3 separate regions of the Mus musculus genome follow, and all the other regions are linked to region 1. The links are chromatin contacts, called in public promoter capture Hi-C maps. All regions are on one chromosome and are shown on one strand. Each heading gives the region's core, a stretch centred on a gene start, on an enhancer-like site or on the middle of the called end of the contact. The rest is flanking DNA. Distances are from core to core; before and after follow the strand shown. Region 1 holds the start of Errfi1 (ERBB receptor feedback inhibitor 1). Region 2 holds the start of Tardbp (TAR DNA binding protein). Region 3 holds the start of Ubiad1 (UbiA prenyltransferase domain containing 1).

Evidence for each region. Promoter capture Hi-C pulls out the DNA fragments that hold promoters and counts their contacts.
Region 2: a contact with region 1 is called in a promoter capture Hi-C map of pre-B cells, with 4 times the contacts expected there. The contact joins the promoter of Tardbp here to the promoter of Errfi1 in region 1. A contact is called at or near these places in 3 of 39 promoter capture datasets (liver, neutrophils and pre-B cells) and 1 of 9 other capture datasets (liver).
Region 3: a contact with region 1 is called in a promoter capture Hi-C map of pre-B cells, with 4 times the contacts expected there. The contact joins the promoter of Ubiad1 here to the promoter of Errfi1 in region 1. A contact is called at or near these places in 1 of 39 promoter capture datasets (pre-B cells) and 1 of 484 Hi-C or Micro-C datasets (B cells).

The regions. Positions count from the first base shown.
Region 1 is chr4:150,853,157-150,856,429 of GRCm38.p6, reverse strand. It overlaps Errfi1 (ERBB receptor feedback inhibitor 1), which reads right to left and starts at 1,360. Exons shown (of 4, transcript NM_133753.2): 1 at 1,159-1,360. It overlaps 1700045H11Rik (RIKEN cDNA 1700045H11 gene), which reads left to right and starts at 1,481. Exons shown (of 4, transcript NR_040649.1): 1 at 1,481-1,604.
Region 2 is chr4:148,625,556-148,628,946 of GRCm38.p6, reverse strand. It overlaps Tardbp (TAR DNA binding protein), which reads left to right and starts at 1,951. Exons shown (of 6, transcript NM_145556.4): 1 at 1,951-2,266.
Region 3 is chr4:148,443,179-148,446,624 of GRCm38.p6, reverse strand. It overlaps Ubiad1 (UbiA prenyltransferase domain containing 1), which reads left to right and starts at 1,865. Exons shown (of 2, transcript NM_027873.3): 1 at 1,865-2,697. The coding sequence starts at 2,175. It also overlaps the pseudogene Gm23303.

The DNA.
Region 1 (3,273 bases), core at 111-2,610:
TGATAATATCCGCCAGAGTTGACAGGTTAGTACGAAACCAGCTTATTCCTTACAAAATTTGCTCTTTTACTGATAAAGGTATTTAGATTATCTTTGGTCTCTATTTTGGTAAAATCTCTCTTAAAATCTCCATGTTTCAAGAAAAAAAAAAATTTAAAGGCAAGAGCCACCACAGTGAACTCAAAAATGTCCCAGTCTTAATAGATGCATATTCACTATACCTGTATAGACTTAAGGAAGTGTAAAACTGTAGAACTTTTCTTTTTTCTTTTTTTTTCCAGGATGAAAAAAAAAAAAAAGGCAATTTATACCTCACCTTTCTTCACCCCTGACAGTTGCCTGGAAACCAGTCCTGCCCTACCTGTGCTACAGGTGTACCTCCCGTCACATCTCTTTTAAAGCTACAGTCTCTATTCTTACTACACTTAAGTTTATGACTAACAATCTATTCACATTTTTATCAGGTAGGAGACTGGTTTCTTTCAAGCAATGATGAAATCCTAATAAAGACTGAGGAAGCACCCATCCAGCACCACCAATCACGATTAATTTGAACAAAGATAGGATATACGTATAAAAACAGGATACTGCCAAGGAGCCTTGGCGTTTGAACAGTTCTGTCTGCATTTTCACTCCTTTAATATATAAGTCATTTAAGGCAAAGAATCATGTTTCTGGAGAGGAAAAGGCCACGGAACAACTCGGATGAATTAAAACAAATATTTTTTTTTAAAGGGGAATGACCTTCGTCGCCGAGTCTCACCGAGACTCAAGACTGGTACCAACCAGGGACTAGCAATCTCCGAGCCCACCCGCGACAGCTTCTCGCAGAAGCTTTCCGGGCCGGACCGACGGGTGCGCGGGGTGAGAGGGAAGATGGAGGGGGCCGCAGCAGTTCCACCGCATCCCTGGGCCGCAGCTGCACCGGGAAGACCGTGGAGCCGCCGCTCCGGAGCCCCAGGCTGTGGAGACGTGTCGTGTGCGCGCCGGTGCATGGCCCCGGCGAGAAGCCGAGGGCGCCCGCGGCCCGCCGCTCCTCACGCACCCCGGCCCATCCCGGGAAGCGGAGTGCCGGAGGCTCCGGCTCCAGCCCACCGCCCGTCCGCCCGCCCTCCGCGCCCCGGCCCCACGTCTCCCGACGCCCGCCAGGCCCCTTACCCCAAGGGAGCGGGACCCCGCGGCGCCCTCCCGCGCATGTCCGTCCCGGCTGGCTCAGCGCCGCGGGCTTAGGGGCCCGAGCATCGCGCAGGCGCCTCGCCGCTCTCTTGCCCTCGCTCTTTCTCTCTGCTCGCTCGCAGGCTATGCTCGCGCTCGCTCGCTCGCACAGCTCACGCTCCGCGCCTCGCACTCGGCCGCCGACGCCGGCGCAGCCGACGCCCGTATTTATACGGTGAGCGACAACGTGACGTCAACGCCCGCAGCCCCGCCTCCTTCACGCAGCCAATCCGGGCGGGCGGACGCTTAAAGGGGCGATGCCGCTACCGAAGAGTTTGCGTGGGGCCCGCCGGGCGGCGCTAGCAGCCTCGTCTCCTGAGGGGACGTTTCTATTTGGGCCGCCTCTGTGCGAGCTGCCTAGCCTAAGGACACCGAGTTTTCCTTAGAAGGTTGTGAGCGGCCCTGTTTCCATCCCCGGGGAGGGAAGTGACGCTGAGATGCACTTGGATCCAAGAAACTCAGGGAGCGGGAGAAAATGGGGATTGGAGAGGAGAGGGGCACCCCGAGGTGTATATATGTGTGTGTGTGTGTATGTATGTATGTATGTATGTATGTATGTATGTATGTATGTATGTATGTATGTATATCGAGGGATGGTCGAGGGATGGCGAGGAGAGTGATGAAGAACGGAGGGGGACGGTGAGGAACAACGAGGGACTGCTGTGATGATGCGAGAGAGATGAAGGGCGCTACAACCAGGGATGGATGACCATGAAGAAAGTGGTCTCTGGGAAAGAGGGCAGCGGACTGAGGGGCAGTAAGGGACAAAATGCGTCTGAAGACAGGAAGGGGCAGGGAGTGTCTGGCTAAGGACAATAAGGGATGGAGGGGCAGTGAGGAGCAGTGTGAGGCACTGCGGGACTTATAGAGAACCTCACTAATTGATCTAGGTAGTTAAGGGACGGTGTGGGAAAGGAAGGGACAGAATGGAAAGGTGAGGGGCAGCGCAGAAAGGTGAAGGACAAAGGGGACTGGGCAGTGGGCCATGCTGTGTGGGCAGGATCAGGGAGGCCTCACTCCAGGCTCCTCTGTACTTGGCTTGGCCTCCAGCAAGGCTAGGCTGATCCCGGGCACCTCCCCCAAACCTGCCCCCAGCCCTCTTGGCTTACCTGTCAAAGTGCTGTTCTCCATGTCTTTTGGCCCCAGGGTGGCCGCTGATGCCCAAGGACAAAACGCCATCAAGTCTACAGGGAGGAGGGTTCGTGGGGCAGAAATCCGGTGATGCAACTTAGGTTTATAGTTTAACCGTAAAATAAATAATACAATGATAAACCAGAGTAGTTCAAGAAAAAAGGCAAACAGACAGAAGCCCTCCAGTTTGGACTAGTACAAATTCCTCTTAATGGCACTCCACAGAGTAGAGAGCGCAGACCTATGGCTGACCTCTGTGGTCCGCACACAGAGCCCTTCCTGCACTGCAGCAAGAATGCCTGATAGTTATAGGCTTAGCACCACCTAATTGAGCCAGTTTAACATATGGAATGAGGTGCTGGCCTCATTATCTGGTTAACTATTAACTTTGTGCCCCACGAACCAAGTTGCTTCTTCCAGTATTGACTTGATTTTTTTTTTTAATTGAACTCAAAGGCCTTAACTTTAAACTCAAGGCCTGATGCACTGGATTTTTAAAAAGAAAAGAAAACTCTAAAGTCTTGCTTTGCCCACTCTCAGCGGCAGGCTACCAGGATGTTAGAAGGTTCCTCCCCTCTTTCTGATGGTCCCTACTGGCCTGTAGGGGCTGCTGGGTTGCTTCCACACCCACGCTCCTAGCAATTCAATTCTCCCATCTTTTCTTATGGCCATTCTCTTAGTAGTATTTTAATCTTATGGAAATTGGTCATTGCCACATTGTCTATTTATTATTTACTATTTATTAACATTTATTATTTACTTGTTTAAGTTTTGGTGGGTTTTAAGACAGTTTTACTCTGTAGCCCAAGCGGGCCTACAACTCACTCTACACAGCTCAGGTTAACCTCAAGCTTGGTCATCCTTTGGGCTCCAGTGTATTGAGATTTACAGGCATGAAGTCAACACGGCCAGCTTGACTCGGTTTTG
Region 2 (3,391 bases), core at 702-3,201, 2.2 Mb after region 1:
ATAATTAAATAAAAACCCAATATGGTCTAGCCAGATGTGGAGGCATAGATACACCTTTCATCCCAGCACTTGGAAAGTGGAGGCAGGCAGAGCTCTCTGAGTTCCAGGGCAGCTGTAATGATGCATATCTATAGTTCCCGAAGTCTGGAGACCTGCCTGGGGGAAAGACTGATTTGAAGGTCAACCTGGAATATACAGTAGGACCCTGTCTAAAAAAAAAAAAAAAGATAGCTGGTGCCAGCTAGATGGCTCACAGAAAAACTCACACAGAGCAGGTTTGGTTTCCCACAGAGACGTGAACACAGAAAATAAATAAAAAATGCAAGCTGGGCGTGGTGGCGCACGCCTTTAATCCCAGCACTCGGGAGGCAGAGACAGGCGGATTTCTGAGTTTGAAGCCAGCCTGGTCTACAAAGTGAGTTCCACGACAGCCAGGGCTACACAGAGAAACCTTTTCTCGAAAAACCAAAAAAAAAAAAAAAAAAAAAAAAAAAAATCAAAAAAAAAAAATGCAATCATCCTTTTAAACTACTGTTAAAGTTCTTGACTTTTCCAGGCATGGTAGCACAGGTCTGTAATCCCGGACAGTCAGGAGGCCAGGCCCAGGCTCTGCTGTATGAAACCTTGTCTTAGGAGACAAACAAAAAACCATTTTGGTGACTCACACCTGTAATCCCAACACTGAAGGCGCAGATTCAGGAAAGGCATAGCAAATCTGAGGCCAGCCTGGTCTACACAGTAAGTTCTAAGCCAGCCAAAGACTACGCAGAAATCCTGTTTTGTTTGTTTGTTTGTTAAGTTCAAAACCAAAAAGTAAATAATGCTGGGTGGAAGGACTCATGCCTATAATCCCAGCACTCAGATGGTTGAGGCAGGAGGACAGGCCAGGAGTTCCTGGCCAGCCTGGGCTCTAATGGAAGTTAGGGGCTAGACATTAACATCTGTTCTTCCAATGCCATCTTCTTACAAGGTAGCTGTGAGGAGGAAATGAATTCATTTATAAACTTAAAGTGGGAAGGCTTGGCCTGATGGTGATCTGCAATCCTACCCCATTCCTCCCAGAAGGGAGGCAGAGGCAGGAGGAACCCAGCAAGCTCAAGGCCAGCCTGTTCTGTACAGCAAGACCCAGTTTCAGTAAATAAAGCAACTGTGTAAAACCTTTGTGCCTAAGCTTTGAATCTGATACACCAAGAAATTCCAACCCTGAGTAAAGAGTCTACATCTGCTGCTTGGTGGTAGAGCTAGCCTTCAGCCTTTTTAAAGTTATACTAGGACTCGTCAACTGGAACCGAAATACTGAAACATCCAAGTAGTTTTTTGCTGTAGGATTCAGACCCTAGTGGGGCCTCTTTCTCATGGTGACTTCATGCAAGGTACTCAACTCTGTGCCTCAGTTTCTTCACTTATTGAAAGAGGAGAGAGTATCACGACTATCGTGTAGACTGCTAGGGCAGCATCCACACTTGGCAGCCTTGATGAGTTAAAGGACAGCCTGGGCTACACAGTGACTTTGAGATCCCTGTCTCTAAAACAGTATCTGATGGCTAAGCCCAAGGTCAATGGGAAGACACTTGCCTGCCATTCACAAGATTCTGGTTTGTTTTTCTCCCCCTAGAGCCAGAGAGTGCTAAAAGGTACTTGATACAAAATAGTACTTAGAACAGGGACCATTTTGCAGATCAAAGTTAATGTTTCCACGTTGGAAATTAACGAGCAAAGGCAGAAGACATTTAAGAGTCGCCTTTAGACTAGGAACCCAGGGTTCCCAGGGATTCCCCCCCAAGCCCTTACGCGTTCAGTCGCAGGCTCCGCCCCCTTTCCCTCCTAGCCCCGCCCCTGCCGCCCCAGTCCCGGCCTGCGCTAGTCTCGCGCATTCTCGGCGCGCGCGAGCTCCTCGACTAGGGCCGGCCGTTGGTCAGGCGAAGCCATCTACCGCGTTACGTAGGGGGACTCGGAAGGCCGAGTGGCCGTTCTGTCCTTCATCTGTCAGTTTTTCAGACCCAGCTGTTTTCATTGTTGCGTTTCTTTACTTTTTTCTATACGCCGAAGAGCCTGCTAGCATCCGAGCCTCTGGGAGGAGAGAGCGCCTGTGGCTTCCCTCGGAGAGCGCCCCTCCTGCAGGGAAGCCAGTGGGAGAGGCCGAAGGCGGGCGAGGGCGGGAGGCGGCCCTAGCGCCATTTTGTGGGCACGGAGCGGTAGCGCGGCTGTTGTCGGATTCCTTCCCGTCTGTGCTTCCTCCTTGTGCTTCCTAGCAGTGGCCTAGCGGGTAGGTTGGTCGCCAAGGCCGGCCTGCGTGCCTCGAGTGTTGCTTCGGAGAGGCCCGGTGCGGCCTGCGCCGCGGGGAGGGAGCGGTAGAGCGGGGCCTGGTTGGCCTCGCGCAGCCGCGTCGTTAAGGCCTAAGCGCGGGCAGTAGCCGGAGCGGGACGCCGGGCCTCTGCTTGGCTGTGAAGCCACGGGCGGAAGTGTGTGGCCGCCCCGGGTTTCCAGGCGTCCTAGTCCCTGTAGATTGTCGCTTTTGAGAATAACTGTTGTCACCATGGGACTTGGACCTCCGCGGGCCCCACCCTGGGCCCAGTTGAAAGGGGGGGAAAATCATCAACGTTGTCTGTCGCGCACGGCCTTCTGGGAAGCGGCGGCCTACCTCCCGGAGTAGCCGTCGTTGCTCCCTCGACGCCTAACTTTAGCCAGACCTTTCCGAGGATGAGCACCAGAACTGCTAGATAACTGTTCTGATGTCGGTGTTCGTGCTCCACCAGCACAGGGAGGGTTCCTCAGATCCCAATGCTTGGCTGGTTTTTTCCACGTTAAAGCACGTGCTAAACCCGATTCAGGTCCAGGCTATAGAAGAAACTTAATTCAGAATGGTTACGAAATACGGTAGCCTGTAATCTGTGCGCTCCAGGTAAGAAATGACGAGTGCAAGAAAAAAAATCGGGGCAGATACTTAGTTCTTTAACACCTTGTTTTTGTCTGGCTTTGTAGCCAACGGGCCACATGGTAACACTGTTGCCATTTTAGCACCGGAAGCTTATAGTGTGCGCTGAGAAAATAGAACTGGCGGGCAGAGCGCCACATGAACACCGGTTTTCCCTGTGGCTGCCCCGGAACTCAGTAGACTAGGCCAGCCTCGAACTCAAAAAGATCTGCCTGCCTCAAGAGTGCTGAGATTAAAGGCGTGGGTTATCGTGCTCGACAAAAATCACATTTTTTTTTAAAGATTTATTTTATTAATATATGTAAGTACACTGTAGCTGTCTTCAGACACTCCAGAAGAGGGAGTCAGATCTTGTTGCGGATGGTTGTGAGCCACCATGTGGTTGCTGGGATTTGAACTCTGGACCTTCTGAAGAGCAGTCGGGTGCTCTTACCCACTGAGCCATCTCAACAGCCC
Region 3 (3,446 bases), core at 616-3,115, 2.4 Mb after region 1:
GTAGGGTCTGAGGGAGTCTAGAGGCTAACTTCTCACCTTAGTCATATGTTAATGGAAGCCCTCAGATTTATAAGAATGACCCCTTTTAGCAATTAGGAACTATGTCTTCAAGCTCCTGGAGGAATGCTGGGTTTTGTCTAAATGCCAGACAAAAGACATAAAAGGAATTTCTTAGGGCCTCCTATTTGTGACCTGTCTCTGACTCCCACCCCCCACCATGCCCCTTCTTCCACTGCTGGGATTACCAAGTGTTCACCTCCTTGCCCAGCCTCAACTTGTTTTTTCACTGTTTGTTTTGTTTCCGGTGTTTTGAGATAGGGCCTCACTATGTAAACTGGACAGTCCCTCAACTGTCCTGGAACTCACTATGTAAACCAGACTGGCCTTGAACTGACCGATCCTCTTGCCTCTGGAGTGTTAGACTAAAAGGCATGTGCCACCTTGCCTGGCCTAACATCTGTGTGGGTTTTTTGTGGTTTTTAATTTTTCCTGATCATTTATTTTTTAAAATTCACTTTACATCCCCATCGCAGCATCCCCTCCCTCCAACATTTCAACTCTCGTTGAGTACCAGCTGTTCTTTCACAGGACTCAGGGGCAGTTCCCACGTTAGGATGTTCACAAAAGCCTGCAGGGTGTAGGGTTGGGATGTAGCTCAGATAGTAGATTATCTGCCTAGCATGTGGAATCCCCAGCACCCCATAAAACCAAGTGTGGGTGAATGCTTGTAATTCCAGCACTCAGGGAGTTGGAGGAGATTCAAGGTTGGATCAAAATTTCAAGGTCATTATGGGCTACATTGCCAATTTCTAGCCAGCCTGAGCTATATAGGCCCCTGCCATTTTATTATTGGATTTTTTATGAATAGGTGTTTTGCCTGTATATATGTATATCTAGTGTGATCTTCTTGCATGTATGCATGCCTGGTGCCTTTAAAGGCCAGAATAGGGGGTCAGATCCCCTGGAACTGGAGATACAAGCAGTTGTGAGCTCTTGGGGGTGCTAGGAATCAAACCCTGTTCTTTGGAAGGGCAGCTAATGCTCTTAACCGCTGAGCCATCAGTCCTGGCCCTGTCTCCAGAAACAAAGCAAAAAACCATGTAGGTCTTTACATCTTAGTACACAGAAAGCTTCCTACTTCTTTTTCTTCCAGCTATACATACATGTTCCATCACATAGTACCGCATTTTCTTTTCCAAGCTCTTGGCTTATGAACACTTCTCTTTTCTTCTTTCGGTCTCTCCTCTCTTCCCTTCCATTTCCTTTCCTTTCTCCTTCCCTTCCCTCTTCTCCATCTCCTTTTTGCAGGGTGGTGGTGGCACACACCTTTAATCTTACTCAGCTCCTGGGAGGCAGAGGCAGGTAAATCTGAGTTCGTGGCCAGCCTGGTCTACAGCGTGAGTTCCAGGACAGCCAGGGCTACATACACTGAGAAACTTTGTCTTGAAAACCGAAAACCAAACAAAAAGATAATCTCACGAAGCTTGAGTTGGCTTCAAACTCACTATATAATAAGGGATGTCCTTGAATTCTCTTCCTGTCGTCGTCTCCCAAGTTCTAGGGCCATAAGGATGCACCACCAGCCCAGCAATGCGCACAATACTTTCAACGTAGGATGTATTGGGGTAACCACAAATGAGTCTTATTTCTTATTTCAGTAAGTGAACCTGCCCAGTATAACGCAAAGCGACACGCCCTGAAATCCCAGGAGGGCTAAACAGCTGCTTCTTTCCAGTGACTTGCTTTTAGCTAATTTGTTGAACCTGGGCTCTGGCCTTTGACCACACCCCTCTCCGACCACGCCCCTCGCCGGCCTTCACCGGGCCCTGCCCGCCCCAGGTCCGAGTTTCCGGGCCGGCCTCCTGAGGCCGACGCACAAGATGGCGGCGCCGTCCGCCCGATAGGGGTTGCGGGCTGAGGCGGGTTATTGAGTTGTGGCACGGGGGAAGCGACCCCAGACAGGCTTCGCTCAGGTGACAGGTGGGCGGGCAGCGCCGCTGGCCCCGTGGCGGTGCATGGCCTGGTTGCTGTCTTCAGTTTTCCCCGCCTCCCAAACCCTGACCGGGGGCGGAACCAGAGAAAGGTCAGGCCAGGCTGTCCCGCCTGTCTCCGTCCTGGGGCGGTCCCCTTGAGTGGCTCACTTTTAGAATTGACTTTAGCCACGTGTAGCTTCCATGGCTGCGGTACAGGCCCCGGGGGAGAAGATTAATATCCTGGCAGGAGAGACAGCCAAGGTCGGGGACCCGCAGAAGAACGAATGGCCCGAGCAGGACAGGCTTCCCGAACGATCCTGGAGGCACAAGTGCGCCTCCTACGTGTTGGCCCTGAGGCCCTGGAGCTTCAGTGCCTCACTCACCCCTGTGGCCCTGGGCAGTGCCTTGGCCTACAGGTCTCAGGGTGTCCTGGATCCCAGGCTGTTGTTGGGTTGTGCAGTGGCTGTCCTGGCTGTACACGGGGCCGGCAATTTGGTCAACACATACTATGACTTTTCCAAGGGCATTGACCACAAAAAGAGTGATGACAGAACTTTGGTGGACAGAATTCTGGAGCCCCAGGATGTTGTTCGATTTGGAGTCTTCCTCTACACCTTGGGCTGCGTCTGTGCTGCTTGCCTCTACTACCTGTCCGCTCTGAAATTGGAACACTTGGCTCTCATCTACTTCGGAGGCCTGTCTGGCTCCTTTCTCTACACAGGAGGTAAGAATTGGCCTGTTTCCTGCTCTAAGGTCCCAGTTGCCTAAACTGGAAACTGCTACCTTCCATAGGAATGGTAGACGTGTCAAAGACGCCTTACTAAAGTAGGCCACTTGACTGGAAATCCAAAATGTGTGTATCGTGGATACTTTGAAACCTTAAGTTGTGAAAATACTGGTTTGGCAGTGGATTATGAACACTGCTCCCCCGATGGAGACATGGCTTAGCCTTTAAGATCTCTTACTGTGGGCTGGAGACCCCCCTACAGTTGGCTTAGTGGTTAAGAGCACAGGCTGCTCTTCCACAGGTCCTGAGTTCAATTCCCAGCAACCACATGGTGGCTCACAGCCATCTGTAATGGGATCTGATTCCCTCTTCTGGCATGCAGGCTTACAGTGCAAACAGAGCATTCATGTACATAAAATACAGAAATAAATAAATGTTCATACTTACCTGGCAAGGGAGATGCCATGATCTCAAAGGTGGTTTTCCTGGCCAAGACTTCTCTATTGTACTCCAATATGCTGACCCCTGTGATTTCCCCAAAGGTGGGAAACTCAACTGCACTATATATAAAACTGCTTTTATAGAGGACCCATGTTCTGTTCCCAGCACCCATGTTGGGTGCCTGACAAACATATTTAACTTCAGCTTCATGAGATCCAACACCCCCTTGGAGCCCCAGTTGGCATCAGCACACATGTGCACACACATATCAATAAAATTTTAAGCTGGGCAGTAGTGGCGCACGC